Linked DNA regions of Mus musculus: region 2 is linked to region 1. A link is a contact called in public HiChIP or PLAC-seq data. All regions are on one chromosome and are shown on one strand. Each heading gives the region's core, a stretch centred on a gene start, on an enhancer-like site or on the middle of the called end of the contact. The rest is flanking DNA. Distances are from core to core; before and after follow the strand shown.

What was found. HiChIP or PLAC-seq counts read pairs in DNA pulled down with a chosen protein or histone mark.
Region 2: a FOXA1 HiChIP or PLAC-seq map of pancreatic cancer cells shows a contact between it and region 1. The contact joins two enhancer-like sites. A contact is called at or near these places in 1 of 484 Hi-C or Micro-C datasets (epidermal suprabasal cells) and 1 of 115 datasets of contacts at active chromatin or transcription factors (pancreatic cancer cells).

The regions. Positions count from the first base shown.
Region 1 is chr4:55,924,252-55,929,893 of GRCm38.p6, reverse strand. No RefSeq gene overlaps it. Among named protein-coding and RNA genes, the nearest start is that of Gm34482, 26 kb to the left of the region's middle. Within about 2 kb of position 2,328, at least 35 of the 459 cell types and tissues checked have an H3K27ac peak or open chromatin away from gene starts, as enhancers often do. A contact at or near this core is called in pancreatic cancer cells, where this site is marked.
Region 2 is chr4:56,616,701-56,622,257 of GRCm38.p6, reverse strand. No RefSeq gene overlaps it. Among named protein-coding and RNA genes, the nearest start is that of Gm26144, 60 kb to the left of the region's middle. Within about 2 kb of position 2,252, at least 46 of the 459 cell types and tissues checked have an H3K27ac peak or open chromatin away from gene starts, as enhancers often do. A contact at or near this core is called in pancreatic cancer cells, where this site is marked.

The DNA.
Region 1 (5,642 bases), core at 1,079-3,578:
GTGATTGAATGATTGAGGAAGTGAATTATGGCTGTAATGCCAGGCCCAGTCTTAGTATGGTCACAACCAAAATGCGGCAGGACTTTTATAAATATATATATAAAGCATCAATCTGTAAAGCATTAAAACTTCCAAGAAGAAAGCGCTTCCTGAAGCAGGTGCACTGGCTTATATGACACAGTGATTCCAGAGTGGCTAATAGATCAGGTAATTTGTCCACTTTCCTGGAGTAAAGGCTTAGGCTGGGGCTCACATTAGCTCAGAGCCCTGTGCATGATGCTGCATGCCTCCTTCAATGCAGTTCAATTAAGCTTAATATCCTATGACTCAAGGGTTTGCACACCAAGGCTTGGCACTTAATATTGTAATTACCTCTTTTGATTAGAACTGCCTTTCATAAGCAAATCAAGGCAGTGGTTTGACAAGCTTGAGGAATTGCTTAGGGAGCTCACTCTACAAGTTCCACGGGGGAATTATAATCACGGTAATTATCGTCCAAGCGAGATTCCAGTTCTCCATGTACGGGATGTACTGGGAGGTAAGTGCATAAGAGTCACGCATTGCGTCCTCCCCCCTCCCCCCTCCCCCGCTCGGGGTAAGCTGCAGAACTGTAAACAAGGAACAAGCTTGAAGCAAGCTCAGTGCAGTCCACAGGCTGAGTTGCTTGTAGTGAGACAGGGCTCAGACTGTTCAGTACATTGAAAGCAATTACTTGGCCACACTGCGGTTGTGGGTTTTGTTTCTCCTCCTCTCCACTGAAACTGGACACATAGCTGGTAAAAACCCACTCACCAATTCGGTGCTAATGGTTGGAACTCTGTGGACAATGAGATGCGAATCCACACTCCGCTCTTTGCGAGGTAAAGATAATGTTGCCCTGATTATAGAAACTAAAATCATCAAGAATCCGGGTGGGTAATGATGCGGGACAGGATTTGGCTCCGAGTTTTTAGGGTCTCAGTCAGTGTGCAGATAAAATGGCCCCTGAAGGATGAATACAGACTCTGTTGGTGATGCTCTGAGCGTGCTGGGCTGATTTTTACAAAACAGATGTCTCAAGGAGACTGAAAGCCTTTTCTAAGCCGCAAGAGAGTCTTGTTACACAGAAGTATTCAGCCTACGGATGAGCAAGCTGCCTTTCTGGACCCATGGCCACGCGCTGGTTGCCCTGGGAGGCTGGAACAAGTCTCTCATATTAAAACACACCATCTGCCTACAGTGCTCCAAGGAGACTCTAAGAAATAGTTACTAGTTCTCTTTTTCTTGGAGAATTTTTTTTTATGTTGGGGGCCCCTTACTCTCTGGAAACATTATCTCTCATGTCAAAAGTCCATACTAGTTGTTCCCCACTGCACACACTCCACAGTCATCGCCCCTCACCCTGGACTTTTTCTCTCCATCATCCACAGCCCAAAGATTCTTTTAAAAATTAACAAAAACAGAAGGGAAAAAAATGCCACAAGACCAAGATTACTAGCAGATGTTCCGGCGATGCTGGAGAGTGGAAAAGGCACTGGAGACTGGAATTCCCTCCTCAGCCCCTTTGGAAAGCAGCACAGAGCTAGTGATGGTCTCGAGGACACACCTCAATGCACTTCCTCACGGTTTCATTCTTTCAAGAAATATCCTCTGAATAAGAAAAGATGCCAAGCCTGCAGCTGAGCTCCTCCGCCACAAAGGGAATAAGAAACATTTACTGAGAGCTTGTTATGTGCAAGACACTACTCTAAACCTCCCAGGTTAGAGTGTACTAACCCAGTTTCCATAACAACTCATGTTTATCCTCAAATGGGAAAACAGTGACAGGGAGTGATGATAAAATTGTTGGTCCAAACAGCAATATGAACTAACCAGTACCCCCAGAGCTCGTGTCTCTAGCTGCATATGTAGCAGAGGATGGCCTAGTTGGCCATCATTGGGAAGAGAGGCCCCTCAGTCTAGCAAACCTTATATGCCCGAGTACAGGAGAATGCCAGGGCCAAAAAGCGGGAGTGGATGAGTAGGGGAACATGGCAGGGGGGAGGATATAGGGGGAGGATAGAATTTGAAATTTGAAATGTATATAAAGAAAATATCCAATTAAAAAAATGTGAAAAAAATTGATGGTCCAAAATCACACAGGTGGGAGAAAGAGAGTTCAGAACTGGAGCCTCAGTAGTCGGATTCTTTAGCCTAAGCCACAAGTCAACAAGCTTTTCCTGTAAAGGGCAAGATAAGAAATGATTTAGACTTCATGAGCCAAATGGTCTCCTGCTATTACTCACTTCAGCTACAATAGCTCAGAAGCAGTGCTGGGTAATGCATACATAAGCAGGCGTGGCTGGGTTCTGATATGACTATATGCATGGATGCTGACATCTGAATTGCATAGCATTTTTATGTGTCATGAAGTAGTCCTGATCGGTTGAGTAATTTTTCCTAGTCGTTTAAAAATATAAAACTCTTAACAACATCATGAATTAAACAAAATAAGAGGTAAGCTAGATATATTTTCAGTCTCTAAGACTGATCCCTGGCCCAGGTTATATTAGGAAATAACACAGTGTTATTTTCCTTGTGGGTCCTGTAACCTGGCTGGGGGGTGTAAGCTGAGAGCTTTACATTTGTGCACTTGATGCTTGTTTGGCCTGCATCACTCCACCTATAGCCTCCCCTGTCCCTGGTTCAATCCTTCTTGTCTGAAGGGGTTCACAGTGACCTCTTTCCTCTAAGGCATCTTTTCTTGATGCTTGTTGCTCTCTTCCCAGTGATAACGTTTCTTCCCAGCACTCTCTCCTCTATGTTAATGGCCTTACAGCTACCTAATGCTATGTCTGCATAGAGAAGTAAGATCTCATATATTTGTCCTTTCCAGGATCCTAATCAGACTCGACATGGACAGGACATACACAGGTTAATGGAATTATTTTAAGGATGGAGAATTATTGCCCAGGTGAAGGCAAAATGAACATATAAACTGAGTTGTATAAAAGAGTACTCAGGGCCAGTAAGATGGAGGAGAGCTGGTATGGTATCCTGGGGGTACAGCAAGCACGGTCAGTCAAGAAGCAGGATAAGCAGGGATGAGCAGGTATAGCAGCTCATGCCTATCATCCCTAGCACTTAAAAGACTGTGACAGGGAGATAGATAACCGTGAGTTCAAGGCTACAGAGTGAGTGGGATAGAGTGAGACCCAGGTAACACAGTCAAACACAAACCAAAAAGAAGAACAAAAGGAGGAGCAAGAAGAGGAGGAGGAGGAGGAAGAGGAGGAGGAGGAGGAGGAGAAGCAGGAGGGGCAGGAGGAGGAGGAGGAGGATAAAGTAGAGGAGAGGGAGGAGGAAAAGAACGAAGAAGAGGAACAGTGACTGCAGCAGCTAGCAGCAGCAGCCAGAATAATGAAAAGTACGGCATGACCAGTTATCAGTAGACCAGGAAAACTGTGCAAGTGATAAAAGGAGCAGCCTTGAAGTCAGTGCTTGCATTAGCACTGGATCCCCACTGGGCATATTTGCATGTTCTAAAATTTGGGGGATGCTGTTGACAATTTCAGATTTATTGTTTCTATGATCTGACTTTCTCCTAAAGGATAAAAACATTTCACCCCCAAAATGTGCAGCCTGGGTGTAATTAATATAATGAGTTACAGGCAGCAGAGACTCAGGGGATGCAAGATGAGTTCTAGACTCACTTTATTTCCTTGAAAGCAAGATGTAGACAGCCCTTTGAGGAAGATACCCCTGTGTCTCAGCAGAGAGGGCTGCTATCCTCAGTGAAGAGAGAAACAAAACACTCAGATGTGTCACAACCTCAATGACAGATAACTTTGCTTCCTTTAGTTCATGCAGTGATTTCCAATTGCCAATGTCAGTTGCCAGACAAGGAGTTAGGGATACTGCTCAGAGAGACAAGGTGGTAGGCACACTCTTGTAATCCTAGCATGGAAGGAGAAGGAGGAAGATCATGGGTTCCAACTCACTCTTGGCTACAGGGCAAATTCAAGCTCTGCTTGGAATACATGAAATTCCATCTTTTAAAAAGTCAATAAAATTGGCTTTTTTAAGACTTATTTCAAAGTTTCCTTACAGGATGAAGATATAAGAGACTCACCTATCCTGGCTAAGGTAACCAGATTTCCTTCTATAACTGGTCGTTCTCTTAGTTTTTTGGAAAATGGGCCCACTTCAATATTTGATCACATGGTACCTACTCCTACCAACTCCATGTTGCCTTGTTAAGATCAAACAATGGTCTCCTATCAAATGGTTAACAAGGCCAAGTCATGTTATTCTCTAAGAATGTAAACTCTCCCTCTGCCAGATCTGTTTAGCTGTAACCAAACTGCTTCCTGTGATCTCTGTGCATGGAAATGCTAATCCAGGTTATGATGAGAGGAGAGGAGCATCCACACTGACAAAGCTCAGATACCTGCAGACCATCTCCTGAAGCACAGCGGTGAAATAGTGAGGTTGGTGCCATAGAATAAGGAGTCAGATCGGCAAACAGATGGAACAAATCCGGTCCCAAATCACAGTTACAAAAAGATGGAGCTGAGGAAGGAACCCAAGGAAACAAATCCAGTTCTGTACCCTTTCCATCCTCTGTGCTCTCCCCCTGTTCTAGGCATTTGGCCCTGGGTTGTCACTGACTCTTCTCGCTCAGAAACACTTCATTACCATGGATCCAGTCACGGTGCCTGCTGATAGAGTTGTCTGTGGGAGAGAAGTGAGAGTCAAGTTCCTTCTTCCTAAATTTGTGCCTTGTGTGCATCTTGAGACTCGTGACCTCTAAGCAACCTCTCTACTCATCTCTGGGCATGTGCCTGCTTCTCCTGGGCTGTATGGCCTCATATTTGCAATGAGATGATCAAGTGTTCTTTAAAGGGCCTTCATTAGCTAAGCCTGGAGACATTAGAAGGATTCTGTAAGACATATTAAAATAACTGCAGGTAGGTTTTGGAAGGGGTGAAAGTTCTGGAAGAGGAGGAAGTAGGAGAAATGGCATCACTTTCACTCTTAAGGGACAGAGGTAAGCCACTATTCAGGACTTTGGAAGGAAAAAAGGGGGGCTCTGTACCAGATTAGCTCCAAAGATGGAAACTTGTTAAGGAGATTTAAAGTCTAGCATCTTAAAACCCTTTGTAGTTCCTGGCGCCTGGCTTTTCTTGAAGCTCAAAGTGTTTTGCAAACATTAGCTCTTTAATCCAGCCAGCAGCCCTGTGAAGTGGGTAGGTGTGAATTTCTTATCCCCACTTAGGAACTTTGAATATGAGGGAGAAGAGATCACCAGTGAGGGAGCTGGTGTGAAATGGGGAAGGTGATGAGAGCAACTACACATGATAAAAACTTTGATATCCTTGATGCTCTACAGTAGGAGCCATGTCTAGAGCAGAAGGCAGAAACTCCAAAGCCAGCTGTATCTGGATACAAAAGGGTCTCCTGGCTATTGTGTGACCTCAGACAAGTTTCTCAACTTCAGTAAATGTGTCTTTCCTTAGGAAAGGGCAAGTGAAGATATTTACAACCTCATTGACTTATGATATAACACCATTTTGTATCATATCAGAATCACTTGAATACTGGAAACTTGATGAATATGTTCAAGAGATTTTAAAATCATTGTTGTAAAGCTCATCAAACACTTGACACACTGTTGAGTTCTG
Region 2 (5,557 bases), core at 1,003-3,502, 690 kb before region 1:
AATTCCTCAAGGATGCTCTCAAGGCTTCCATCCTGTTATAACTGATTTCAAAGGGTTGCAGATATTTAAATGTGCATCTAACTTCCTCAGCTTTCTAGGAGGGAAGAGACCACATGTTCTTGCTCATAGTTGAAGTCGGTACACACTTTATGCTAAATGCACACAGGAGCTTACGCACAAGGGGGTAAACTCAGCTCCTTGGTGCCTCAGTGTCTGAGTGTTCACCAGCATGTGTTTTCTGATGTTGGAGGAGGACAGCTGTTTGCTTATTCTCTGTGCAAACTCTGTGTGAAGATCTCGAAATTTTAGTGGCAGAACAGATTTTTGACACTTGGCCAGCAAATCTGGCAGAGTCAGGTTGCTCTCTTTAAGAAGATTAATTAAGGAGGACTTAAGAGAAGGATGGGTAAACTGGTTACTAACAAGTAAGAACCAGCCATAAGCTCAGCCCTATTTCGGGAACACACCAAAGTAGCATCTTCAAGGTTGAGCTTGGCTTGGCTCAATTAATCCTTCTCTTCTTTGTGTGTTCGCTGCTCCCACACCCACCTTGGCCTCTTTCACTCATCCTTGCTGAACCATGAATCATGCACATGTAGGCTCCCTCTCTTGTTCTCTGCTGGGTCTCATACTTTCTTCACCTTGCCATCCTATGAGGATAGAGAAGACTGGGGGTGGAGGGAGAGTCTTAGGTAAATAAACCATTTTGAGTCTTTCAGAGAGAAGAGGCTCTGAGTGGGCCCCATGATTCATAGGCAAGAGGAAGATATGGAGGAGGGAGGAGGCATGGCTTGGATGAGGATCAGAGAGGTAGGAAAGGAGGTTGGGTTGTTTCATGGGGATGGGTGGGAAAGGGGAACAACAGGTCTAGATAAGGTGTGGAAGGTTTGAGGCAGGTGGGCGAAGGACCGCAGGCAGTATGGGAAGTACATTTTAAAAACCGGATTGACTTTATTAATGGAGTACATTTACATAGTAAATCATCACAGCTAAAAGACAGTACACGAGGGTAAAATGCTCCCACAAACATCATGAAGACACTGTTAATATTATGGAAGGAATTAATCATTTTAATCAATTAATTAATAGGAAAGAGACCAAAGTAGAGTATGGAAAAAATGGACAAATGATTAAAAAAATAAAAGAAGGAAAGTTACAGAACCAGAAAAACTTGGACTTGCATTGGGAAACCTTGGTTTTCTGTCCTCCAAATTGTCCGTCCTTCAGTTTGTTCCTCTCTACTACGTCCCCTCTCAGACCCTTGTTCATCTAGAACACTGCTTCTCTCCCAGAATGCTGACCTCAGAGCTTGCAGACTGGAGCCTTGCACACCCAAGCAGGGCAGGGCACATGCTCACACTGACTTGTCCCCAGACAGAATGAGTCGCGTGGCTCAGCACTTTGTCTTCGTGATCTGTGTGGTCCGAGCAAGGTACAGAAAGTCTCACATGGGGACAAGCTCGGACACTTGAGGGCACATGGTGATAACACATGGAGGATATAAAGCCTGAGATGCTTTGTGCTTTAGAGGTGGTCAGTTAGTAATCTTGGTTTTATTGCCTTTCCTCTTAAAGCCCTGAGTTTCCCCTTAGACCGGCAGTTCTCAACTTGTGAGTCACAACCCCCTTGGCGGTCAAATTTTAGATATTTACATTAATGATTCACAACAGTAGCAAAATTACAGTTATGAAGTAATTAAAATTTTTTGATTGGGGGGGGGTCACCACAACATGAGGAACTGTATTAAAGGGTTGCGGCATTAGGAAGGTTGAGAGCCACTGTCTTAGACAAAGATACGTTTTGCTGAAATTATTCATTTCACAAAAGTTCTGAAGGCCAAGCAAGCAGCAGTGTGCACTTGGGTTTTAGATGCGATGTGAGGAGTGGGGATATAGGTTCCAGGTGTGGATGCTCAGCTCAGCTAGCTGTTTCAGATTTCTCCAGGACCACGGATGGAAACGTGACGTGTAGCAACAGACTGTCCATGGAGGGTTGAGCGCATACTGAACATGCTAGACTGTAGAAGCTCTTTGCTTGTATGGTCCCATTTAGGGGACAGTCAGATGTCCCCTACATGTCTTAGGCAGTTGAGGGAACCTCTTGGCTCTTTGAGGGTCAGCAGGGAACTGAGTGAGAATCACTCTAAAACTAACTTCTAGCATCCAAATTCAGACATCTCTCAAACCTGAGATGGATCTTTGCATACTGTACTTATGGCTGGCAATAGTCCTTTCTTTGAGACACTGGAGGGCAGTGTGGTACAGTGGATTGAGCTATGGGTTTGGCATGAAGGGATTTATTTGGGTGTGGTTTTGAAAGCTGTGTGGCCTTGAGAAAGTTAAACAGCCCCTCTGGATCTTTATTTCCTAGCCCCCCCCCAAATGAAGATAATCAATACAAGACTCATTTTGGGTTACTGTGAGAATCAGAATAAAAAAAAAGGTATTGAAAGTGCTTTCTAAACTGTGAAGAGGAAACATATGATTCTAATAGAACTGTGAATTATTTGGGGGAACCCAAAAGTCCTTCCTGAACAAAAAAGAAATTTCTCTAAAAAGTCCTGTTAAGCATTAAAACTTAATATCCTTACCTCTGGTAGGTATTTGCCTTTTGAGGTTCAAATACACTGTACAAGATAACACTCAATAAGGGCACATTCCTGTAGATGGAGGCAGTATGAATAGCCCAGGATAGAGCATCTACTCAACAGCTCTATCTTCTAACAGGAAAGCAGATTGTCAAGAGTCTAAGAGAGGTGCGTTTGGATGGGGAGGAGGAAAGCAAAGATACCAAGGTACCGGGTTGTTTCCGAGTCAGGCAGATCCAATTACCCTGGGACTTTGGCTGATACTTCTTTAGAGTTACAGGCCAGAAGATTTAGGCACAACCTGCAGAACTTTCTGGAAGAGCTACTACTTCCAGAGAAGAACTGAACTTCTTGCTACTTAGATCTGCACATGTGAAAGGTGATTTGCAGAGTAGCTGAGGGCTTGGGACCGTGCTTTGTGGGAAGGTGAACAGAAAGTGAAAGTGACCTTGGGCTGGAGAGTGTGTTGGAGGGACTCTCTGCTGCTTTTAGGGCCTTGGGGCTGGTAGGAGGACTTCCTGCCCACACTGCCCCAGCAGCTGTCAGTCATGACTTTTGCTAAGTCTGCACGTCTCTTACTTATTTGGTGATTTTTTTTTACAAAGGGTTTAATTTATTTTAATTTTGTGTGTATGTATGTCTTTGTCTGAGTATATACATGTAAGTGCAAGTGTCAGCAGAATGCAATGGAAGGTGCTGGATCCTCTGCAGTTGGAGTTATAGGTGGTTGTGAGCTGCCTGACATGGGTGCTGGGAAGTAAACTTAGGTCTTCCGGAAGAGCGGTGCATGCTGTGTAAATGCTGAGCCATTTCTCTAACCTCTGGATGACTTTCTTTTCTTTTAAATTCTGATTGACTTAAGTGAACGCAACCTCATTTGAATTAAGAACATGGGCTCAATCACCATACAACTACAGAAATAAACTAGCCATTCATCTACCGCCTAAAACCACCACACAGGGCTCATGTTTTAGGTCAACAGCCCATGTGTTGCTCTGCAGCACCTTCAACCAGAAGTCGACTTGTGTGCTTGCCCACCTCTGGTTCCAGAAAGCTCAGTTCCTCTTTGGAGGTAGCACTTTCGGGACATTCTGCAGGGTGTGTCTGAGTCTTCTTATCTTTAACGCTACCTATTGGCTCTAACCCTTGGGCCACATAGAATACACCTATTTTCCCTCTTAAGATGATTCTTTATAAAATGGCACTATTTCCTCTATATCTCACAATCCAGGCTGCCTGAACACACCCAGTTCTATCTAATCTCCTCTGCTGGTAGGGTTTCAAGTGTCCTAGATATGTTTGTCACTGACTTTGGAAAAGAAAGCAATGATATTTCAGGGTGGTTTTTCAGAGTATAACTTCCAACACAGAACACAATCCTTTGACGTCATCTGAGCTGGTAAGAGGCAGGCAATGGTTCTCTCCCTCACCCTGGATCTGTTACCTCTGCTCCAGCTTCTTCATAACACTGCCAAGGGCTGAGAGGCCCTACAAAGAGAGAAACACTGTTGTGTGCAGCCACTCAGTGTCAGTGGGAGGTAAGCACGGGCTGCCACACTGCCACGCCACCCAGAGAAATGCTCTTTCAGGCTCCGTGACTGGGCATACATCGTCATCTCTGCTCTTCCATTAATATTTATGATTAGCATTGCATCTCCATTTGCTTATAAATTATAAAGTGGATATTTATTGCACGTGCAAAAGGATGGGAATTTAGAGATAGCAAAGACGTCAGAAATGAAAATTCTGAAAAATGTTTCCCGACCCGATTCAATTGTGCTAGAGACTGGTGGGGGAGGGGCCTCCCCTGTGAGTCAGAACATTCCATGATAAACACATCAGATCTGCGTATCCTCCAGCTAACTGCCCCACAGGATCTAATTTTCATACTCTGCAGATAAACCCAGTGACAGCCTTGGGTGCACATTTAGAAGAACTATGGGAAGGAGGGGGCACCTTTCTACCCTCACTTCACACCCTTCTCCTGCTTCCTAAGCACATGTCTTTCCCTCCATGATTGCCTCTGCCTTACACTCTCTCCCTTTGTACATTTTATCCCTAGACCTGAGATGTCCTTGGAATGCCCACAGCTGCCAGGGCATGCCAAAGAGGGAATTGTTTGGATGTGAAAACACAGGCTAACATTTCAGCACTTCTTTACCTTTGGTGGTGCTGTTTTGGGAAGTTGTGGGACCTTTGGGATATCATATCTAGCTGGTGACATAGACCACTTGAGACAGACCTTTGAGGGTTGTATCCTGGACTGCTTCCAGTTCTGACCTCTGCTTCCTGATCCCTAAGATGGGACCCAGCAGCATCAGGAGCTCCTACTGCCCTGCTTTCAACTGCCATGATGGACTGATAGCCCTTCAAACTGTGAGCCAAAGTAAATCCTCCCAAACTGCTCCAGGCACACATGCTGCCAGAGCGAGGAGCAGAGTAAAGAGCACGGAGGGAGGCTCCTCCCAGCACCCATCTTCAATGACAAACAGGAAGCTGTTCTGGCTTTGGCAGGGGTTCAGAGGTGCTAGAGCAGAAGTGATGTTAAAGGAGGAGAGGCCGGACAAGCGGAGAGCTTCCACCCTGAAGGGCTGAGGTTGTTTAGAGGGCATGGGACATGAGTGCCACCCTCAGATGCTTCAAAGTGTCAGTGACAGCTGAGTTGAAACTATTCTATTGTCACTTAATGTAGGTGTCTCAGGGGCCAGTAAAATTATTGGGTGCTAATAGGGAGGACACAATAAAGGAAGTTTGTGGACACTAGAACGACTTGGAGGTCAGCTGAACTAGAGAGGAGGGGTGTTCTTTCATTCCTGATGGTGTTTAAGGGTGAGTGGAGAGCAGTTGAAGATACGCTGTGGAGGCCCATGGTTCCCAAGCTGTGGGTCTGGGATGCTTCTGCTGAGGTCCTATATATGGCAGACTCTTGAGATGTGGGACTGGATCTGATAAGGTGGTGACCATTCTGGC